Regions from separate parts of the Mus musculus genome. Here region 1 is linked to region 2. Evidence: chromatin contacts called from public HiChIP or PLAC-seq data. All regions are on one chromosome and are shown on one strand. The core of a region is the stretch at or near the end of the contact, and the rest is flanking DNA. Distances in the headings are between cores, read along the strand shown.

Region 1 (6,125 bases), core at 2,297-4,796, 49 kb after region 2:
GGATAGCGTCACCCACAATGGGCTGGGCCATCCCCCATCAATCACTAAGAAATGCCTAACAGCCAGATCTTGTGGAGAGATTTTCTCAGCTGAGGTTCCTTCCTCTCAGATGACTTTAGCATCTCTCAAGTTGACATAAAACTAGTCCAGGGCAAGTGACCCCTGTCAACCTGATACACAAACACGTCACTGTTAAGCCACCACCTTTCCTGTCTTGTTCATCCCCAGGATCCCACCTTAACATCAACAACACGATATAAAACATTTTGCAAACTTTAAAGGTTCCAATCTTTACAAATTCAAACACTTTAAAATCCAGTCTCTCAGCTGTGGACTCCTGTAAAATAAAAATTAAATACTTTTTTACTTCAAGGGGGGACAACCCAGAGCAGTTACAATCTTAAGAAAAGCAAAACCAAACTCTAAAAGTGTGAATAATTCAATGTCCGACTGTCATGATCTTCTGGGCTTGGGTCACTTTTCCAGCACTGCCTTCTGTAGTACACAAACTGTCTTTTAGGCTCCAACCCCTCCACTCCACTTACACCCACTGATCTTGGTGGCCATCCCAAGGTACTGGCATCTCCAAAATGTGGGGGTCTTCTGCTGCAACGCTTTCACTAATAGCTTCTCCTGGGCTCTCTTCATAGACTCCAGCCCTACCACACAGTGCCAGGCCTCAGCTTTTCTCCACGACTCCTTAATGCCTCCAAAGACAGCACTACCTGGTGACTTATACTACAGTGGGCTGCCAAGAGGAGGCGCAACCTTGGCCACTCCTGGGACGAAGCTCCTGTGTGCTGACTCTGGGAAAACACTTCCCAGACAATCTGGAATGGACTCTTCAGGCCCAGCTGAGCAGCATCTATTACCCCAGCAAAGCAAAGGCACAGATTCTCAACTCCAATGGCCTGGGAGTCTTTGCTTCCCTCTGAAACTTCCCAAGCCAGGCCTCCATCGACTGTACTGCTCTCAGCATTGTTTTTCTTTTTAGATGTCGGCATGTATATGAGTACTTGGTCTGCACGCACTCTTGCATACCACAAGAGGGCATCAGATCCCATTATAGACAGCTATAGCTGTGGGCTCTGGGAATTGAACTTAGGACCTCTGGAAGAACAGCCAGTGCTCTAAACCCGAGTCACCTCTCCAGCCCCAGCTCTCAACATTTCCTATCTTCCCCATTCCTACAAGAACAGCATGGTCCTTCCACAATCCCAAACAACACGCTCAGGCCTGTCACAGCAATACCCCACTATCCTGGTACCAACTTGTCTTAGTTTGAGTTTTAATTGCTACGATGAAACACCATAACCAAATAGCAAGTTGGGGAGGAAAGGGCTTACACCTCCACACCATAGTCCATCGCTGAAGAAAGTCAGGACAGCAACTCAAACTAGACAGGAACCTGAAGACAGGAGCTGATGCAGAGGCCATGGAGGGGTGCTGCTTACTGGCTTGCTCAGCCTGCTTCCTTATAGAACCCAGGACCATCAGCCCAAGGGATGGCATTACCCACAATGAATGGGCTGGGCCCTTCCCATCAGTCACTAATTAAGAAAATGCCCTATAGCTAGATCTTGTGGAGGCATTTCTCAATTAAGGTTCTCTCTTTTCAGATGACTCTAGCCTGTGTTGGCTTGACATAAACTAGCCAGGACACACAGAAACAGCAGCATGCCTAGAACCCCACACCGAAGAAAAAGGAAAGAGATCCCCAGGGCTCACCGGCCAGCTAGTCTGGCTGAATGGGTGAGCTCCAGGTTCAGTGGGAGGCCCTGTCAATAAGGTGGAGGGCAATTGAGCAAGACACCTCTGGCCTCGACGCACACCATCTGCACAAGGATTTAGAATGTAACAAACTATTCTCAAAATATATACTTATATTTTCAAATATGCTACATGCATAAATACGAAATTTAATTGCTAAAAATTTTTAATTACCAAGCACCAAATTTTGATTTTTACACTAAGATGCCAATATTTCTGGCACACAAGAAGTTGTCCCTTTGAACTGTCTAATGCTGACGATAAATAATCTAATCTACAGTTTTCCTCACACTCCAAAGCTATCAGGAGATGTAAGGGCTGTAAGGCTTTCTTAGCAAAATATAACACGGACAGAATGATTTTAACAATAAGATGTTACACAAGATACTGCCAAGAACTAAAGACTTGCGTTTTAGATGAAGTTCCTAAAAACCTTTAAGGAAACGTTTCTGAGTTTTGAGAACTGTGGATTGTGGGCTGGGGACACAGCTGGGTGAAAGCCTAGCATGAAGTCCTGGGCCAGCCAGCGCCCTGTACGTAATAAACAAACAACAAAACCTGATTGTGCTGCACTGTTCTGCTCCAACCCACGTGTGGTTTCCCTGCCCCAAGCACCAGCAACCAAGAACAAAGACCAGGAGCACACAGGGCCACAGCATGTTCATTCAGATCTTCCTGCAATCACTTGCAATACCTGTTACACACGAGGGGCTCCAGTACCTGCAACGCTTTCTTTCTTCCCTACTTTCCCATCAAAATAATTTTAAGAAACTGAAGCTCCAATTGAGGGACCAGAAGGGACTCCGTCAAAGGTTTAGCTCTCATAGCACTCGAGTCAAAAGTTATCACTTTAGGTCAGTGGTTTATAGCTTTCATCCCAGCACTCAGGAGGCAGGGGCAGGAGGATCTCTGAAATTTGAGACCATCCTGATCTACACAATGAGTTACAGCCATCTGGTCCACAAAAGGACATTTCGGGTCAGCAGCAGGTGCTACACTGGGGAACACTGTCTTTATGGCGTTTTTAGTTCTTGCACTTGAGTGAAGAAAATCATTTAAGTATCTAAAGGCTTGATTTAAATAGGGCCGTGTACAGGGTAAGCAACATGTCCTTGATACTATCATTTAACCAGAAAAGCCACTTTCTTCTCTGGGCCCTTTTTTCCATCTGCGAAATAAAGCAGTTGGTTGGATTTGGTCAGGCCCCCTCAAAGCTGCTTTTCTGGGATCAATTTAGAGCTTCAGTGAGTGGGTGAAGGGGAGCAGGCTCCCCATCTTGTATCTCCCCGTTTTCCGGAGGAAACTTAGCTTGCTCGTGCTGGAAACGTATTAATTTTGCCCGTTTTTCCAGATGACAGAACTGAGACTCAGGAGGATTAACCGATATACACCAGGGGTCACGCACGATGCAGGGCACTGAGACCACGTTCCCTGCAGGACGCTTGCTCCAGCCGTGGCCTGGAGGGTTTGGGCCCAGCTCTCACCAGCCCCAGGAAGGCGGCACAAAGCACCACGGTGGTGAACCAGCGCAGCACGCTTTGGGCACGGCCTTTCCGCACGGAGGCCACCGCTTCTGACTCATTCTCTGCGCCCGGGCCGGCTGGGAGGAGCCGCTGCCCTCCCGCCCCTCCGAACTCCAGCTCCAACTCCAGTGTGGCGGCTCCACCTGCCGTGCTCCGTGCACCAGGCCTCCGGTGTGCAGGGAGGTGCCCGGCCCCGCCCGGCCCGGGAGCCAACAACGCCAGGACCTGCCCGCGCGAGCGTGACCTGGGAGCGGAGCCTCCCCGCCGCGCAGGCGCGGTGTCCCTCACGGTAGCAGAGCGCCTGCATGGATCACAGGCCGGAAATAAAGCCGCCGGCCAATCAGGAGACTTCCTCAAACCGGAAGTTGATGTGGTTGCCTTGGGGATCGGACAGCCTGGCCCAGGTGAGAAGTCTCAATTAGGTGAGTTTCCCCGGCCTGGGGAATGTAGGCCAAAGATGTACAAGCTGCAACCCATGCACAAGACGATCCAAAGTTGCAAAACGTTGGAAGAAACCCGGCCTGGAACTGCAAGATGGCAACTTCCGCAGCCTCCTGGGTCACCTGGAAACCCGAAGGTCTTGTCTCTACATGATTTACAAACTGTTGCCCTTGCTCCTTAGACGTACAAGAATGTTGAACGTCAGCTTCTCACTGAACAGATAGTTATGGATCCTTACGTGTAAACTCACACGTGAAGTATCTCAGTTAGTTTACACAACACTCAGAATCCCACCGCAGTCCCATCTATAAATAGGAATATTAGGTTAGAGTAGCAGCTTCTAAAGGCCAGACAACAACCCGCTGGCCTTTACTGAATGGTGAAACAATAGCTAAAGAAAGAATCTGGGACAAAACGAGTTGCATGCACTTGCCTGTAAGACCCCCGAAGCTGGGCCTCCGCTCAAGTCCTGGGATGAGCTGGCCAGCACCTCAGTGACTCGAGAGAAAACCACACCTGATGCAAACTGCAAGAGGTTTTATTATCAGCTAGCTGAGGACGATGTCCCGATGTCCCTCCTCCGTGCAGGGCAGGGGAGTTTGACCCTTAGTGGTAACAGTAGGGGGCTTTTAACAGCTAGCTGAGGAATTGGGGAGGAGTTGGGAGGAGTTGGGAGGAGAGTTCTTCTCTTCTGGGTATCCTTGGTGAAATTTATAAGGCAGGAGTGGGGAGTGAGTTCTTTCTGAATTTTTATCTCCGTGTCCTCAGCACAGGAAGGCAGGCATCTCTGGTTGTAAAGTATAGAAACAAAGGCTTTTTGCTGGCTATAGAGAACAAAGAGCTTCTTTCTGGCTGTATTTTTAGAGATCAGGGAAAACAAGCTTGGGGAACGTCCAGGGGCTTTACCTTCCTGGGAGAAACGCTCTAAATCGGGTCCCACATGCCCACACTTATTTTAACCTGCAGGCAATTCCATTGTTGAATGGACTTGGACATCAGTCTGTCTTTGCCAAATAGCTATGCTAGCTGAAAAAGGAAAACCGTGTTCTTATGTGACTACAGATTTGACCACAGGGACCATAGCCTCAAATGTTATCACATTCTATTTTTTATCTGAAGTTCTTTTCCACTTACACTTCTGTCTCTGATATCCCTTCTTACTTAGACTCCCAAGCTACTACAAAACTTGGTCTTGTTACCCATAAACCAACTTTCTATCTTCAATCATACGATCATTAACTTCTTCCCTGTTTGTCTCGGAAAGGTTTCTTAAATTGGCGTCCAACTCCTCTCCATTCCTACTCTGCTTGTCTTCATTTCTTGCTTAGACTATTTCAGATGTTTTCTGATTGGCCTCAAAGTGTGTGTTTTGAAATTTTTAGTGGGACCTTTAGAACACAAAAATTTTAAGGGCAGATGGCCTAGTCAGGGAGGAGAGGCTCTTTTTCCCGTGAAGGTTCTATGCCCCAGTATAGGGGAATGCCAGGGCCAGGAAGCAGGAGTGGGTGGGTTGGTGAGCAGGGGGAGGGGGGAGGGGATAGTGGGTTTTCGGAGGGGAAACTAGGAAAGGGGATAACATTTGAAATGTAAATAAAGAAGATATCTAATTTTTTTAAAAAAGAAAAAATACATTGTATCATAAACATTTTTAATAAAAATCTAAAAATAGATTGATAAAGAAAAAAATTTGGGCTGGAGAGATGGCTCAGCAGTTAAGAGCACTGACTGCTCTTCCAAAGGTCCTGAGTTCAAATCCCAGCAACCACATGGTGGCTCACAACCATCTGTAATGAGATCTGACACCCTCTTCTGCAGTGTCTGAAGACAGCTACAGTGTAGTTACATATAATAAATGAATAAATAAATCTTTAAAAAAAAAAAGAAAAAAATTTAAGGGCATTTTAAAGTGAGAATAACTCTGCCTGCTACAATACCAACCTACTAGGCAAGATGCCCCCTGCGTATAATGGTGGCATAAGTGTCGTGGAGGTAACTAACCACTTTCTGCTTGGTTTTGAGACCTACTCCACAGGACAGAACTCTAGACTAGTGCTGTAAGTCAGTTCAAAGCCCATGGCTGGGGCAATCATTAGACCCAGGGAGGAGCCTACTTCTGGTTTCCTGATTGCATGTAGTTTCAAACTGCCTTCTAAAGACTTGTGTTTACACCCCTACATAAGTGTTACTCTCAGCCTTTTGTTTTTGCAGTGGGTAGAAGTCAGTCAGAGGGCTGAGAATGAGACTGTTGATCACTCAGTCCTAAGTGAGACACAGTGATGCTCTTCCACCCAGCCCAAGGCTTGGGATCACCGAGGACGTGAGGTTCCAAATGGCCGATTCAGAAAAGGGTGGTGCCTCTGTGTCCCATGAAGTGGCTTATGTATTTGTGTT
Region 2 (6,748 bases), core at 1,036-3,535:
AGCTTTCGTCAAGGTAATACTCGCTTGTAAATGAAAGGAGTCAACTGTGGCTTACCTTTAAGAAAGCAAGTCGTGGTTTGGGTATTGTTGGCACATAAGGCTATACTACTTGAAGACTTTTCTCTCATAAAATCAAAACCAAAATCTTCTGGGAAACAATTTTGAAGAAAAATAACCATCTTGCTTTGGTTAGACTTGGATTTAACTAATGAGCTATTGAGGGGAGTGCGTGTCTATGGCATCTACCTCTGTAGAATCTGGCAGACATGCTTAGAGTCTGATGGTCAAAGATGTTAACTGGTAAAGAGTTCAGTTGCTTTAGTGTATACAGCCTTCAGCTGTTCCACATTATTTTAAATAAAGTCGATGCTATCTTAGATAGAATGAAACTAACATTTAATAACTGCATTCTTTAAAAAGACATTCAAACTAACAAGAGCCCTTTATTTTCTATATACTTTCTCCTCAAGAAAAACTGAAGAAATCTTTCTAGTTGAATAAAGAAAATAGATTTCAGAAGTTGTATTACCTCTTATATGCCAACTTCATTTCTTTTCAATTTCCCTAGCAGTGAATTTATGTATACTACTGGTATGCATGGTATTTGATGGAACAGGCAGACCTCACCAACCCTCCAATTCATTCTGGTGTACTCATCAAAAATATCATTCTCTACCAATTAAGAGATGATATTGAACTTTAATTACAAGTCAGATGTGAAGAAATTTTTTAGCAGTAAGTTCGTGGTATATTTCTTTCTTAGAGATTTTTGGAATAGACTATCCCCAGCTTTTGGTGTAGGTAAAGTTGGAGAAATTGCAATTGATTTGTTTTGATGGGTTTTTTTTTCTCCCATGTTTAAAAAAATCCATTTTAAAATAGCATTTCTACATATTTGGTCATGGTTCTTTTTGTATTATATCTTAAAATATTATGCCTCCATGAGAAAGAAATCAGGAAAGCAATCCTATTCTTAATTGGGGAATGGAACCCTGGGAATAAACCTCACCAAAAAAGTGAAAGGCCTCAACAATAAAAATTGCAAAGCAGTAAGCAGGACATGGTGGTGCATGCCTTTAATCCCAGCACTAAGGAGGCAGAGTTACGCAGGTATCTATGAGTTCAAGCTAGCTTAGTCTATAGAGCTCGTACCAGGCCAGCTAGGGCTACACTGTGAGACCTTATCTAAGAAATAAAAATTATGAAACACTGGAGAAAGAGACTGAAGAACAACAAGATGGGAAAACACCACTGTATGAAAGAGTTAATATTGTTAAAATGAAATAATGTCAAAATTGAACTACATAATGCAGACCCTGTGAAAGTACCTATGACCTTCACAAAACTGGAAGAGAAAAAAAAAACCCTAAAAGTCTTATGGAAACACAAATGATATCAAATAGCAAAAGCCAATCCTAAGCAAAAAAGAGTGATGGTGGAGGGGAGGCCTCAGAATACCTAATGTCAAATACACTGACAAAGCCAAAGTAATAAAAGCTTGATAGTATAGGATTAGCATAAAAAGAACACAGACCAATAGAATAAAATTGGCAACCTAGAAATAAACCTGTTTGTCTATGCCATCTTATTCTTGACAAAACTGCCAAAAAATATATATAAGAAAAAAAGTCATGTCAACAAACAATGTTAGGAAACCTGATTATCCATATGTAGAAGACTAAAACAACAACCCTCTTACCATTCATTCAATATAGAAGGCATCGAAAGGGCTATGCAGCTCAGTGGTTAAAAGCACTGCCTGTTACTTGGTTTTAATTCCTAGCACCCATCTGGTTTACAACTGCTTGCTAGCCCAGTTCCAGGGGATCTGGGCTCTCTGAGCACCAGACATGTACATTGTGCTCAGACAGATATACAGGTAACAGTTTCCTGAGTAAGACTCAAAACTTGAATTAACCAATGGGATTCCAAGGCTTCTTACAGCAAAGTAAACAATCAGGATTAATCACAAGTAAAGATATAGCCTGGATCAGGATGTGTCTGAAATATGTAAAGGACTCAAGAAACCGAATACCAGATGAGCACACAATCCAGTCAGTAAATAATCTTCTTTGTGATCACAAAGAGATAGCAGTGGCCAAAGAAGAATAGGAAGGTCCCAGGTGTCTGTGGCCATCAGGAAGTGTAAGTTAGACTGCACTGAGACTTCCTCACCACAGTCATCGAGGCTGTTGCTCAGGAAATAAAAAAGGCCAACACGTGTGAGAGCAGAAAGGGGCCTTGTTCTCCACAGCTGGGTAGGAGGGTAAATGACATGGCTGCCATGGAAATGCTGTGAAGGCCTTTCAGACTAAAACACCACTAGCATGGAATCCAACATCACTGCTTGGGATAAACCAGAAAGTCCGAATACAAAAGAGCTTACTTGCTTATTGCTGCACTGCTCACAACAGCTAAGCAATAGGATCAGCCTGGACACCCATCTTACTTATCAGTCGACAAGTGGATTAAAAAGTGTGATATATATATATATACATACATACATACATACATACATACATACATACATGTATGTATGTATGTAGTATTTGGCCATAATGAATAGTAAGGCATATCATCTGCAGGGAAATGAATGGAACCTGAAACCCAAACACAGACACCGCTTTGTCTGTTACATGTGGAAGGTAGAGCTTGTAGTAGAGCACCTGAAGTAAGCAGGATCTGCTAGGAAAGGCAAAGGCAAGGAGATCATAGAGAGGACGGTGGGAAAGGGCTGGACAATGATGACAATATAGTAGTATATAAGTATAAAGGTTTTCACAGTTGATACGAACTAATAATTAGAGGTTTTTAAATGATAAAACAAAGGGAGAGTTGGGCTGGCTTCTAAAGGTACACCAAATGAATTAGAGACTGACCTACGTTTTCTGTCACATGTGTGGGTGTTTGCTTAAGCTCCCTTCAATAGCATCTTAAAAACCCCATTTACATTTTGACCTAGTATGTAAAGTTTAAAAATAATTTTTTTAATATTCAAAAGTGTGATTATCCTATAACTGAAGTTTTAATTGTTCAGGTTGACATGCGTTATTTTGCACGTGTCTGTGAATCATCAGTTAATACTGTTTTGTGGTTTTTCATTCCTACCAGAGTTCTCATAAATCCTCCCTAGTCTTGATTAATACAAATGATTTTTTTTTGGCAACAACAAATGTTATCACTTCATTATTCATCCCCTCTTCCAGATTGCTAATAAATGTAGGCCGGAGGGGATGGCTTAGTGCTCTAAGCATCAGATTTGAAATACCTAGAGTCCCTGGAACTGCAGGTTTGAATGTCAGCAGAGTCAACCCAGCTCATCACTCTTCCAAGGTAGATAAATGGAGTTCCCTGCAGAGCACTGTGTGGGGTCGCTAGGGTGAGCGCTTTACCAACTGAGGTGGTTTATGACTGATACAAGGCCCATGTGTCTCTCTAGAAGGATGGGGGTCTCGATCAGAGTTTGAACAGCATTTCCCTCTGAGTTTGTTGTATGGCTATCTATGTACTAGTTGACATCCTGCTTCCTGGAGTTCTCAGAGCTCGTATAGAAGTGCTGCATTCAATTTTTAAACAATACCAGAACCTTTTAAAAGAAAAACTCTTCAACAGAAATAAACTGTGATGATTGTGAATGGCAGCTACTAGTCCTGTGGTTATTCTGTTAGTAGCATGTTTCTGTTTATGACAGTTGGCCGTTGTATGCTTGTTTCCTTCTTAGTTACCGAAGTCTATATGCATGTGGGTGTGATTGAGGCATTTTATACACTCTTCTTCTTTTTCTCCTTTATGGTAGCCTTCTGTACGAAAGGGTGTTCTACCAAGAATGCTTGAAGAAATTTTGAAGACTAGATTGATGGTGAAGCAGTCAATGAAGTCTTACAAGCAGGACAGAGCCCTGTCACGGATGCTCAATGCCCGTCAACTAGGACTAAAGCTGATAGCAAATGTCACGTTTGGCTATACGGCTGCTAATTTTTCTGGGAGAATGCCGTGCATTGAGGTAACACATTTAATAAGAGAGTAGTTACTGAAGTATTTTGCTTTGTTACTAAACTTTAAAATGTCATTTCCATGACATACTAGTTTTTCTTAAATTGGATCTATAAACATGCATCTTTTCTTATTTCAATAATAATTTTTAAATTATATGCATATTTCCACATTTACTAACATAAGGTTTCAGTGCCAGTTTATAATAGTATTTACAGTAATTTTGATACTAAATAATTCCTTTTAATTTTGTTGTTGTTTTGTTTTGATTTTTCAAGACAGAATTTCTCTGGGTAGCCCTGGCTACCGTCGATCTGTAGACCAGGCTGGCCTAGAACTCAGAAACCTGCCTTCCTCTCCCTCCCGAGTGCTGGGATTAAAGGTGTGCAGCACCATGACTGACTCCTTTTAATTTGGTAGTTAGGTCCAAATATTACATTAAAGAAAAAACACCCCATGGACTGGAGAGATAGTTAGTTCACTCAGTAAAGTGCCTACTGTATAAACATGAGGGACCCACACGAAATGTCAGAAACAGCAACTTGTTACGTGTATCCAAGTGTTGAGTGGGTGGTGGCAGGAGGATCCCTGGCGCTCACTGGCTCTTACTGACTAGTCTGTTTAACTGCATAAACTCTGGGTTCCATGGAAGACCTTGTCTCAAAAAGGTGGGAAATAAGTGACTAAGACATCTAATGTCAACCCCTGACCACTGCACACACATGTCTTGTGCACAGCTCACAAGAGGCAAAGTGAATCTCACACCTGCTCAAGAGCTGACATTAGAGTTCATCAGGTCAGCTGCTTAATGAAGCAAGCCTGCTGACTTCAGTTCAGTCCCTAGGACCCACAAAAATGTGGAAGGAGAAAAGTGGGTTCCATGGAGTTATCTTCTGCCTTCCTGTGTATGCTACAGTCACACACGCACACACATTTGTGTGTGTGTGTGTACGTGTGTGCGCACGCGCGCAGTCACGTACCAACATAAGGCTAGAGAGATGGTTCACTGGGAGAAGGGGAGAGAAGCGGGATGGGAACATGGCTCAGTCAGGGCTTGGGGGCACTGTGCACACTAGAGAGCTTGAGCTTCCCAGTACCACTTAAGGTGGACATAGCTATGTCTGTAACTCCAGTGTTACAAGGAAGATGGGAAGGTGGGCAGAAGGTGGCTTCTGGGTTGAGCAGAGATTCAACGTTTTGTTAAAACTTTGTGATTTCAGTTAGATAACATGATTTAGTGCTTTGTTGGTTGGTTTTCTGGTTATGCTTTTTGTTTTGAAACAGGATCTCACTGTGAAACCCTAGCTGGAACCCGTAGAGATCTGCCTTCCTCTGCCTCCTAACTACTGGGATTAAAGATATGCACCAGCATGCATGCTGATTCTCAGTGTGTTTTAATGTACTAAGTTGTCGTTTTCTAATATACTCAAAGTTTCAATATGATATATTATCTTAACTTAAAATACAAATCAAATTTTTGCTTCCATTTTATGATCTGTTCCTTTCCTCATATACTATAGTTTCCTTTGCAGTGCAGCTTTAGACAGCTTTCTGAATACTGTTAGATCTGTATTTAGTTTGGGAATTTCAACTTTTGGAACAAAAAGGGAAGTATCATTATTACTGTTGTTTGGTTATTAACAAAAAGACAAGAATGCACAAGTTTACTGTAAAATTCAAGGGAAATGCTCCATTTGGTTTGGATGGCAGTCTTCTCTGTCTTTTGACCTCAGTTGATTTAGTAATTAAAATCTCTTTAATTTACCAAACTACATAATCTAATGAAGATGTGTTTCACGTTGCTTAAGGCCTAGAATTTTCTATCAGCTTGTGCCCTTATCCTTACTAAAACTCAGTAGTCACAGTGAAAGATCCCTATGGGCATATTTTTGTACTTACTTGTTTGTAATTAAACACTGCAAATATAATTTGTTATATAATTGTGTACTTTTTTCTTTTACTTAGTTTTAACAAAAATTATGTATTATCAATCTCAGAGATTTAATTTCAGCACTTAAATAAATTATCATAAACAGAATTTTTTTGAAATTTAGGTAGAAAATAAGGTAGACACACCTACCTTATACTTGGACCCAACACACAGTACTTTGTACCCTGGTTGATTTTATGAATATAAAGGAGAGGCTTTGAAAACCCACATGTGGCGATGCATGCCTTTAATCCCAGCACTCAAGAGTCAGTGGCAGGCGGATTTCTGTGAGTTCAAGACCAACCTGGTCTACAGTAGAAAGTTCCAGGACAGCCAGGGCTGTTACACAAAGAAATCTTGTCTCAAAAAAATAAATAAATAAATAAATAAATAAACAAACAAACAAACAAACAAACAGTTATTTGGGCTGTGCGTATACAAGGCTTATTCTTTCAAGAATCAAACGTACCTATGTACCTTGTAAAAATGTGAAGTCCTTCTTATGTCCTGACATAGTCAAAGGCAAGTCTATAGTCATAGATTCTTTTAAATTCATTTTTTTACTTTGTGATGCACTGGTAGTTATTTTTTTGTATTATTTCATTTTTTAAAATATCTAATAATTAAGATTTTAGTATTATTAAAATGTGTTGACTCTTACCGAGCTATGTTAAATCATTTCCAATGTGTTTGTATCATCAACAGGTTGGTGATAGCATTGTTCACAAAGCCAGAGAGACCTTGGAACGAGCAATTAAACTAGTGAATGATACCAAGAAATGGGGTGCTAGGGTTGTTTATGGTGATACTGACAGGTAATGAATT

The links. HiChIP or PLAC-seq counts read pairs in DNA pulled down with a chosen protein or histone mark.
Region 1: an H3K4me3 HiChIP or PLAC-seq map of the SCID.adh cell line shows a contact between it and region 2, with 30 read pairs. The contact joins the promoter of Mfsd4b4 here to the enhancer-like site in region 2. A contact is called at or near these places in 1 of 15 datasets of contacts at CTCF or cohesin (the NIH/3T3 cell line), 5 of 115 datasets of contacts at active chromatin or transcription factors (the SCID.adh cell line, bone marrow-derived macrophages, embryonic stem cells and 1 more) and 3 of 9 other capture datasets (adipose tissue, liver and pancreatic islet).

The regions. Positions count from the first base shown.
Region 1 is chr10:39,895,660-39,901,784 of GRCm38.p6, forward strand. It overlaps Mfsd4b4 (major facilitator superfamily domain containing 4B4), which reads right to left and starts at 3,547. Exons shown (of 5, transcript NM_001384225.1): 1 at 3,255-3,547; 2 at 1-337.
Region 2 is chr10:39,848,071-39,854,818 of GRCm38.p6, forward strand. It overlaps Rev3l (REV3 like, DNA directed polymerase zeta catalytic subunit), which reads left to right. Exons shown (of 32, transcript NM_011264.3): 24 at 1-13; 25 at 3,797-4,003; 26 at 6,629-6,738. Among named protein-coding and RNA genes, the nearest start is that of Mfsd4b4, 48 kb to the right of the region's middle. Within about 2 kb of position 2,286, at least 9 of the 459 cell types and tissues checked have an H3K27ac peak or open chromatin away from gene starts, as enhancers often do. A contact at or near this core is called in the SCID.adh cell line, where this site is marked.